Linked DNA regions of Anser cygnoides: region 1 is linked to region 2. The links are chromatin contacts, called in public Hi-C maps. All regions are on one chromosome and are shown on one strand. Each heading gives the region's core, a stretch centred on a gene start, on an enhancer-like site or on the middle of the called end of the contact. The rest is flanking DNA. Distances are from core to core; before and after follow the strand shown. Region 1 holds the start of NR2F2 (nuclear receptor subfamily 2 group F member 2). Region 2 holds the start of ARRDC4 (arrestin domain containing 4).

Region 1 (3,599 bases), core at 467-2,966, 660 kb after region 2:
TAAAAGAAAAGGATCTCTTAAAGGGAAACGACTTTTGGCTCACGTATGCATACGAGAATGAAACTTCTGTACATTTTAATCTGATTAATTCCTAAGGATTTAAAATTAATTGGCTTGGGCACTCCTAGACCGGACTATAAGATTTCTGCAGCAGGGTTTCTGCGAGCCCTGGACCGAATAGGTATTTTTAAGGCATAGTGGTAAGGAATAGGGGGGGTGGGGGGGAAAGAGAGAGAGATCCTGTTTTGTGATTTTTTTTTTTTTAAACGAGGAACCGTGCCTCGCACGCTGTTGTCAGAGCAAAACACTTTTGCTGCCTTAAGTCAGACCTGCGCCTTTTGCAATAATACAGGATAAATAATTGCCTTAAAGCCTGAGCCGCGCTGCCAACCACACCTTCGGCGGGTGAGTATATTCCGGCTTCTTTCCATTGTACGTGCTCTACCAGGGAAGCGACCGGAGGGGGAGAGGGGATCTCAGCACCAGACCTTCCCCACCGACCTTTTTTTTTTTTGTTTGTTTAATTATTATTATTTTTGCTACCTAAAACTGCGGCCGCAGCCGGCGGCGCTGGGCAGGTGCCGCCTGCGCCCCCCAGGTCCGAGCCGTGTCCCCCCCCCCACCTCCTGCGTCCCCCTGCCCGGCCCGGCTCGGCTCGGCTCGGCCCGACATGGCCCGGCTCTGCTTGGCCCGGCTCGGCTCGGTTTGGCCCGGCCCGGCCCGGCTCGGCTCGGCTCGGCTCGGATCTCTGCCGCCGCTCCCCGCAGCCCCGGCCCCGGGCTCCGCGTCCCGGGCGCCGCTTTGGAAATGACTTTGAGGCGCTTTCCTGCCTCGGACCTGGAAGCCGGATTCCGGTCGTTGGGTTTCGCTCGCTTGTTTGTTTGTTTGCTGCTTGCTTTATTTAGCTAAAGGACGTGCTAGCTGCTGGTGCTGCAATTCCACCGAGTCGGGTCTCCCCCCCCTCCCCTCTTCCCCTCCTTAGAGCAACCCACGTAACCTTAGAAACGATCGTTTAAGACGCACGTTAGCTAACATTTGCTTTTTTGGATTTTTTGTTTTCCTTAAAAGAGAAACACAAGAATCACAACACATTGCCCGAAAAAAAAAAAGTGTCAAAGAAGAAGAAAAAAAACTATAAGTAAACATACCAAAACCATATTTGCCTTGTTCAAGGTCCCAAATCGCTTGCATCTTCCTTTTTCTACCTCTCCTTTAGTTTGGCAGGTGAAACAAACAAACAAAAAAAAAATAATCAGACCGCTGTTTGCCCCCCAGAAAGATGTGCGTTGGGTAATTAAAGAGAAGTCTCCTTCTTGGTGTTTATCTAAGCGATTGTGCAAACTGATTAAAAAAAAAAAAAAAGTAAAGTTACAGCCTTCAGGGGGGAAAAAAAAAGGAGGCAAGGTGAAGGGAATAGATTTCCCACAACCTAAAGGGAAGTGCTTTCGATGTATTATTAGCGATCAGCCTTGGGAGAGAGGAAAAAAAAAATCCTGAACACACTCTAACTTTACACAGACAAGATTTCAGGGGGGGCTTTGTACATAGCTGCTTAGGAATGTGCGCCTCGCCTTTAAGAAAAAATCCCCAAGCCCAAGGTAGGAGATGTCTTTGAGTGATCCTTGTCTCTCATTTCATTCCTTAGAAGGAAGAGCGTCTCGCTACACCTTGTTTGGAGCTGGAAAGGCGAGACTTAAAAAAAAAAAAAAAATCACAACCCACCCTTCCAATTGGGGAGAAAAAAAAAATAAAGGGGGAAAAAAATAAGAGGGAAATCTCCTAACTTAATGACTGTGGGGGTAGGATGGATGCGACCGATTTCAGCCCCCCCTTTCCCACCTCCCCCCTCTTGGGCAGGGAGAGAAAGGAAAAAAAAAAAAAAAAAAGCCAACCGCAAACAACTACAGGCTGAACTATCAACACATGCACCGAAGGGGAAAAAATATATAGTGTCCTGTGTAGGGTCGGCAGGGAACGCAAGCACACGCTACAGCAAGTTGGGAAAGAATCCGAGCTAATCAGCAATCTCTTTCTCTCTCTCTCCCTTTCTCTTCCTCTCCCCCCCCCCCCCCCCCCCCCCTTCACTGCCCCTGAGATCCCAGCTAGAAAGAGGTACTCCACATTTTTTCATTACCAAAAATCCGTTGCAATAATCATTTGTTGCTAATTGAAACCCTTGGAGACATTTTCCCCACCCCCTTCACAAACATGGCAACTTTTAGGCATGGCAAGCACGTTTGTTTTATTTTATTAAAAAAAAAAAAATACTGTTCGGGGGAGGCTGGAGCCCTCAGCCACGAGGAATATCAACTCGTCAGCCCCCTTCCCCAGGGGGGGAAACGGGACCCCAGTACAGTGAGGGCTTGGGAAAATTTGGAATACATTATACCGCCTTTGGCAGGAGAATACTCTCCAACTAATGGATTCCTGCTCCTTTTTGTGTGTGTGTGCGTGTATCAGTGTGTGGGGTTTCTGGAAAGAGGGGTGGTGGTCGTGGTGGTGGGGAGCCGAGCTTTTATTTTCAGAAACTGTTATGGTGAGAAGTGTGTCATACTTGACAAATGGAACAAACGCTCTTCCATTTCTTGCTTGTCCTTGCCTTAAAACAGGAATTAAGTTAACCACAGTGCTGCATGTTAATTGCATGTTTACTGGGCTAATGAAAATTACAATGGGGTTTTGCCACCAAGAACAGGGATGAAAAAGTATGGAGGCAATTGTCACCGCAGCCCTCGGGGAGGGCCGGGGCCGGGGCGGGGACGGCAGGGGGGGGGCGGCCACGACCGGTATCGATCAGAGGAAGGAGAAATCCTATAACTGCCCCTTACGACCACGCACAGGGGCTCCGCAAGTTCCCACTCCTGCCAAGTCCATCCAGCACCTGGAAGATGGAGACGGGTCCCACTTGAATGAATTTTTCCTATCGCCAAGGGGGTGCTGGCATCTGGGGGGGGGGTCCTTCCCCTGCCCTCCTCGCCCCCCAGCTCCACGATGTGCCCCCCTCCTGGCAGGGGTCGGTGGTGAGAGGGGCGCAGGGGGCACAGCCCCTCTTGTCGCCCTCTCTCCCCTTTTCCAAAAGCCCCTTGCCCTGCAGGGCTGGAAGAGTGGCAGTGGGGAAAGTCCGAAGGGGGAAGGTCGTGTGTTCCCCCCCCCCCCCCCCCCATTTATTCTCGAGGTCCGTGGATGACAGGATGACCTGGGAATTCAGCTGGGTGCTAACCATTTTCGTGCCTGAAAACAAACTGCCAAATTAAAGCTAAATGGAAAGAGCAGTGGGAGAGGCAGCGGGAGCAGGGCACTTCGAGCTTGCCCCCACCTCTCCAAAAGGGATTGTTGGGGTGTGTGTGGGGGGACACAATTAAATAGACTGAAGATGATTTAAATACCATCCACAAATAATTCCAGGGAGAAGTCTCCCCCCCCGGTGCTGCAGAGCCCTGCATATGAAAACTTTGGCCCAACTTGTGGCGATAGCTACGGCTCCGCTCCGCAGGGTCAGAGGTGAGGGCTATTTTAACCCTAAAAGCCTGTGAGTGACCAGGGCTGAGGCTGGGCTCGCAGCACTAATAGCCATAATTACCTCCTCCCTCCCTCTCTCC
Region 2 (3,571 bases), core at 649-3,148:
AGGGAAGTGATTGTCCCTCTGTACTCGGCACTGGTGAGACCGCACTTCGAGTACTACGTTCAGTGCTCATTGTGGGCACCCCACTACAAGGAAGATACTGGTTTGCTGGGACGCATTTGAGAAGAGCGGTGAAACTGGAGAAGGGACTAGAAAACAAGACATATGAGGAACGGCTGCTGGAACTGGGGCTGCTGAGTCTGAAGAGGAGGCTGACGGGAGACTTCATCGCTCTCTACCTGTAACCCCCTGAACGGGAGGTTACAGCAAGGTGGGTGTTGGTCTCTTTTCTCAGAGAAAGAGTGATAGGATATGAGGAAATTGCCCCAAGTTGTGCCGGGACTGGTTATCACAAAGAATTTCTTCAGAGAAAGGTTGGTCAGGCACTGAAATCAGCTGCCCAGGGAAGCGACAGAGTCGCCATCCCTAGCGGTATTTAAGAGAAGCACGGATTTGGCACCTAGGGAAATGGTTTAGCTGGGGACTTGGTTGTGCCACATTGATGGCTGTACTTGATGATATTTAGGGTCTTTTCCAACCGAAATGATCCTATAATTCTATGACAGCAGCTGATCTACTTATTCAGTTAACAACTCAGCTACCTTCTGTACTAAAAAGCTGCAATTTAAGGCCAGCATTACTATTTTTATTACTAATATACATAATCATAATACATTTTTAGAGGGCCTACTGTAGTGGAGATTTAAGGCCTAACAGTTACTTCTCCTACAGATAAGCGTGAGAAGTATTTCACCATTACATGATGAAATGCCATTTTTCCTTTAATTCTTCAGTACTGCCCTAATGCTGCAGCGTTTGCGTGATTGTTAAAGGTGTTCCTCTTAAGTCATTCCAAAAGCGAGCTGGCTGCTTGCAGAGTCTTTCACTGGTGACTTCAGGTGCTGCTTACAGCACATGAGGCACGCTCAGGTGCCTAAGGTAATTTGTGAAGAGCTAACCCCTGCGGGACACATTATGTAGGAGACCAACGTAACAAACCAAGTGAAAACTGCAGGCTGTGTTTCTGGACCTGTGGCTCACGGTGCAGCAGTCATCAGAGAACAGCTCGGGCTGGATGGGGCCTCCAAGCCCCCGCCATGGGCAGGGACACCACCCACTAGCTCAGGGCCTCACGTAACCTGCTGCCGACCACCTCCAGGGATGGGGCACCCACAGCTTCTCTGGGCAGCCTGTCCCAGCGCCTGACCACCCACAGAGCGAAGGATTTCCTCCTCACCTCTAACCTAAACCTCTCCCCTTTTACCTTAAAACCCCTCCCTCGCCCTGCCATCCCGCCTGCCCAAACCACCCTGCCCGAGCCTAAGGACTCGACCAAACCGGGCCGAGCCCTCTCCTCGCGTACACTGCGGGCTGCGGCCGCCCCGGGGGCTGCTCCCCGCACCTCTGTGCCCCCCCCCCAGCCGCCTCCCGGCCCCCCCAGGGGGCAGAGCTCCCCCCTCACCCCCTCTCCCGCCCCCCAATCCCCTCACCTCCGCGCGGCTCCCGCAGCAGGCTCTGCCGGACGTCCAGGTACCGCACCTCCGCCTCCCTTCGCGGCCCCACCGGCCCCGCCGCCGCCCCGCAGGCTCCCCCGGGGGCCGCTCCTCCTCCTCCGCCGCCGCCCGCCGCCGCCTCGCCCCACGCCACCCGGGCCCGGCCCGCGGCCTCCAGGCGCAGCCCGCGGAGCGCCAGCGGCCCCGCCAGCTCCAGCAGCACCCGGCCGCGCACCGTGTCCCCGCTGCAGTAGCCGCCGCCGCCCGGCCGCGCCTCGTCCTGCAGCACCAGGGCCAGCGCCCGCACCGCCCCGCCGCCGGGCCCGCAGCCGGCCGCCGCCATCTTGGCGCCCCGGCTCCCCCCCGGGCAGGCCGCGGCCGCCGCCGTCGGTGCCTTTAAAACCCGCCCGGCTCCGCCGGAGCCCGCAGCGCCGAGCCCCGCCCCTGCCGCCCGGCTCCGATTGGTCGCCCCGCGGCTCCCCGCCTCGCCGTTCGCTCGCCCCCCGCTTGGTTTCGGCGGAGGGGCGCGCGTCACGCGGCGTGATCGCCGCCCTCCAGCCAATGGGGTGGGGGGAGGAGGCGCGTGGACAGAGCGCCGATTGGCGGGGAGGCTGCAGGGCAGCGGAGGGGAGGCCAATGGCGGGGCGAGGCCGCCACGTGCGCGGCCCGTGGGTAAACAGGCGGGGAGGGGCCGGGACAGGCCGCGGGGAGGGGTGAGGGCGGGCGCGGGGTAGGGCCTCCTGGGCGGGGGGGGGGCTGGGTGAGGGGTGAGGGTTGGGGACTGGGGACAGGGGAATGGGGATAGGGGAATGGGGATAGGGGAATGGGGGTGGAGGCTGGAGATTGGGGGCTGGGGACAGGGGCTTGGGGTTGAGGACTAGGGAATGGAGGCTGGGGGCTGGAGGCCTGAGGGAGGCCCAAGGCCATCAGCGGGCCTCCGTTCCTGTCAGCAGGGCCAGGGGCAGGAGCTCGGGGCAGGCGTTGCGTTGCCATCAGGCTCAGCCTCGCCCCGCGGGCGGTGGGACTCACGGAATACAAAATAAAGCAAAGATTGGCGGCGTGGTGGTACCCCCTCAGTTTACCTCAGGGAGGCTGTGCCCTGCCCTCGCTGTACACGCACCTGCTGGATTCCCTCCGCTCCGTCACCAGCGGGTGCCCCACTGGGGAGCTCGTGCCTTCCGGGTGCGAAGCGGCCATGTAGGGCCGCGTGCCGCTAGGCCTCAGCAGCACGGCCGAAGCCTTTCCGTACAAACTCTGCAGGTCATACTTGACAAATCAGCCCACAAGCATAAAAGCAAGGTTGGTTATTCCCAATTCTTAGCAGTACAAATTTAGGAAAGCCCCCGGCGCCTGTAGGAAGAGCGGGAAGGCTGTCTGTGTCCATAGGGGAACAGGGCAGGACCCAGCAGCCTGGTGGCCGTGCGGCTCTGAGCCATGGCCAGCCTGATACGCGTTACAAAACCAAACGGTGCGCCTGCACCAGAGGGTTGCTGAAGTTAATTTTGTTTAGGAAGTGTCACACTTTGTCATCGCCTGAGTCTGCAGCAGGGCCTCTCCCTGAAGGTGTGTGCGGGGAACGACCTGCTGCGTTCCCCTCGCTGACAGGAGGCATTGCCCTGCCCGAGTCACCCGCGTGCCCGACGCTTCCAGCAGCTGCTGCTTCCTGCATTTTTCTATCCCTCGTGAGCACTGGAAAGGAGCAGCCTGGTGCTTCCCTGCTGACTCAGGTAATTACCGGAATTAGTAAAAAATGGCTTCCACACTCAGAGCCTCGGCTTTTAACTACCTGACGTGATAACCTCAGGGTTCCTCAGGATTCGTGGCATACCTCTGTGATATCCGGTCCCCTGAAACGTACGCTCATGTTCAGAATTACTTCTGAGATGAAGAACTTGGCCTTGCTGAGAGCCACGTAGGCCTTTGGAACACCTTTCATTGGCTACGTGTTAACGCACACCTCAGCGTTAATCAGTAATAACGTGGGGAAAAGTAACGTGATTCCAGATGGGCTGAATTCACGGACTTTATCTGGACTGTTGGCCACAGGTTTCCCAGCTCATGGTGAAGAATTATGTAACTAA

Evidence for each region. A called contact is a pair of places that touch in the nucleus more often than the background predicts.
Region 1: a contact with region 2 is called in a Hi-C map of liver, with 2.4 times the contacts expected there. The contact joins the promoter of NR2F2 here to the promoter of ARRDC4 in region 2. A contact is called at or near these places in 2 of 7 Hi-C or Micro-C datasets (both in liver).

The regions. Positions count from the first base shown.
Region 1 is chr11:5,293,933-5,297,531 of Taihu_goose_T2T_genome, forward strand. NR2F2 (nuclear receptor subfamily 2 group F member 2) reads right to left here and starts at 1,717. Exons shown (of 3, transcript XM_013181900.3): 1 at 1,149-1,717. The coding sequence starts at 1,191. LOC106036475 (a long non-coding RNA gene) reads left to right here. Exons shown (of 8, transcript XR_010834080.1): 2 at 1-405.
Region 2 is chr11:4,631,876-4,635,446 of Taihu_goose_T2T_genome, forward strand. It overlaps ARRDC4 (arrestin domain containing 4), which reads right to left and starts at 1,899. Exons shown (of 8, transcript XM_048076325.2): 1 at 1,488-1,899. The coding sequence starts at 1,833. It overlaps LOC106036443 (protein FAM169B), which reads left to right. Exons shown (of 34, transcript XM_067003776.1): 30 at 1-268; 31 at 3,001-3,217.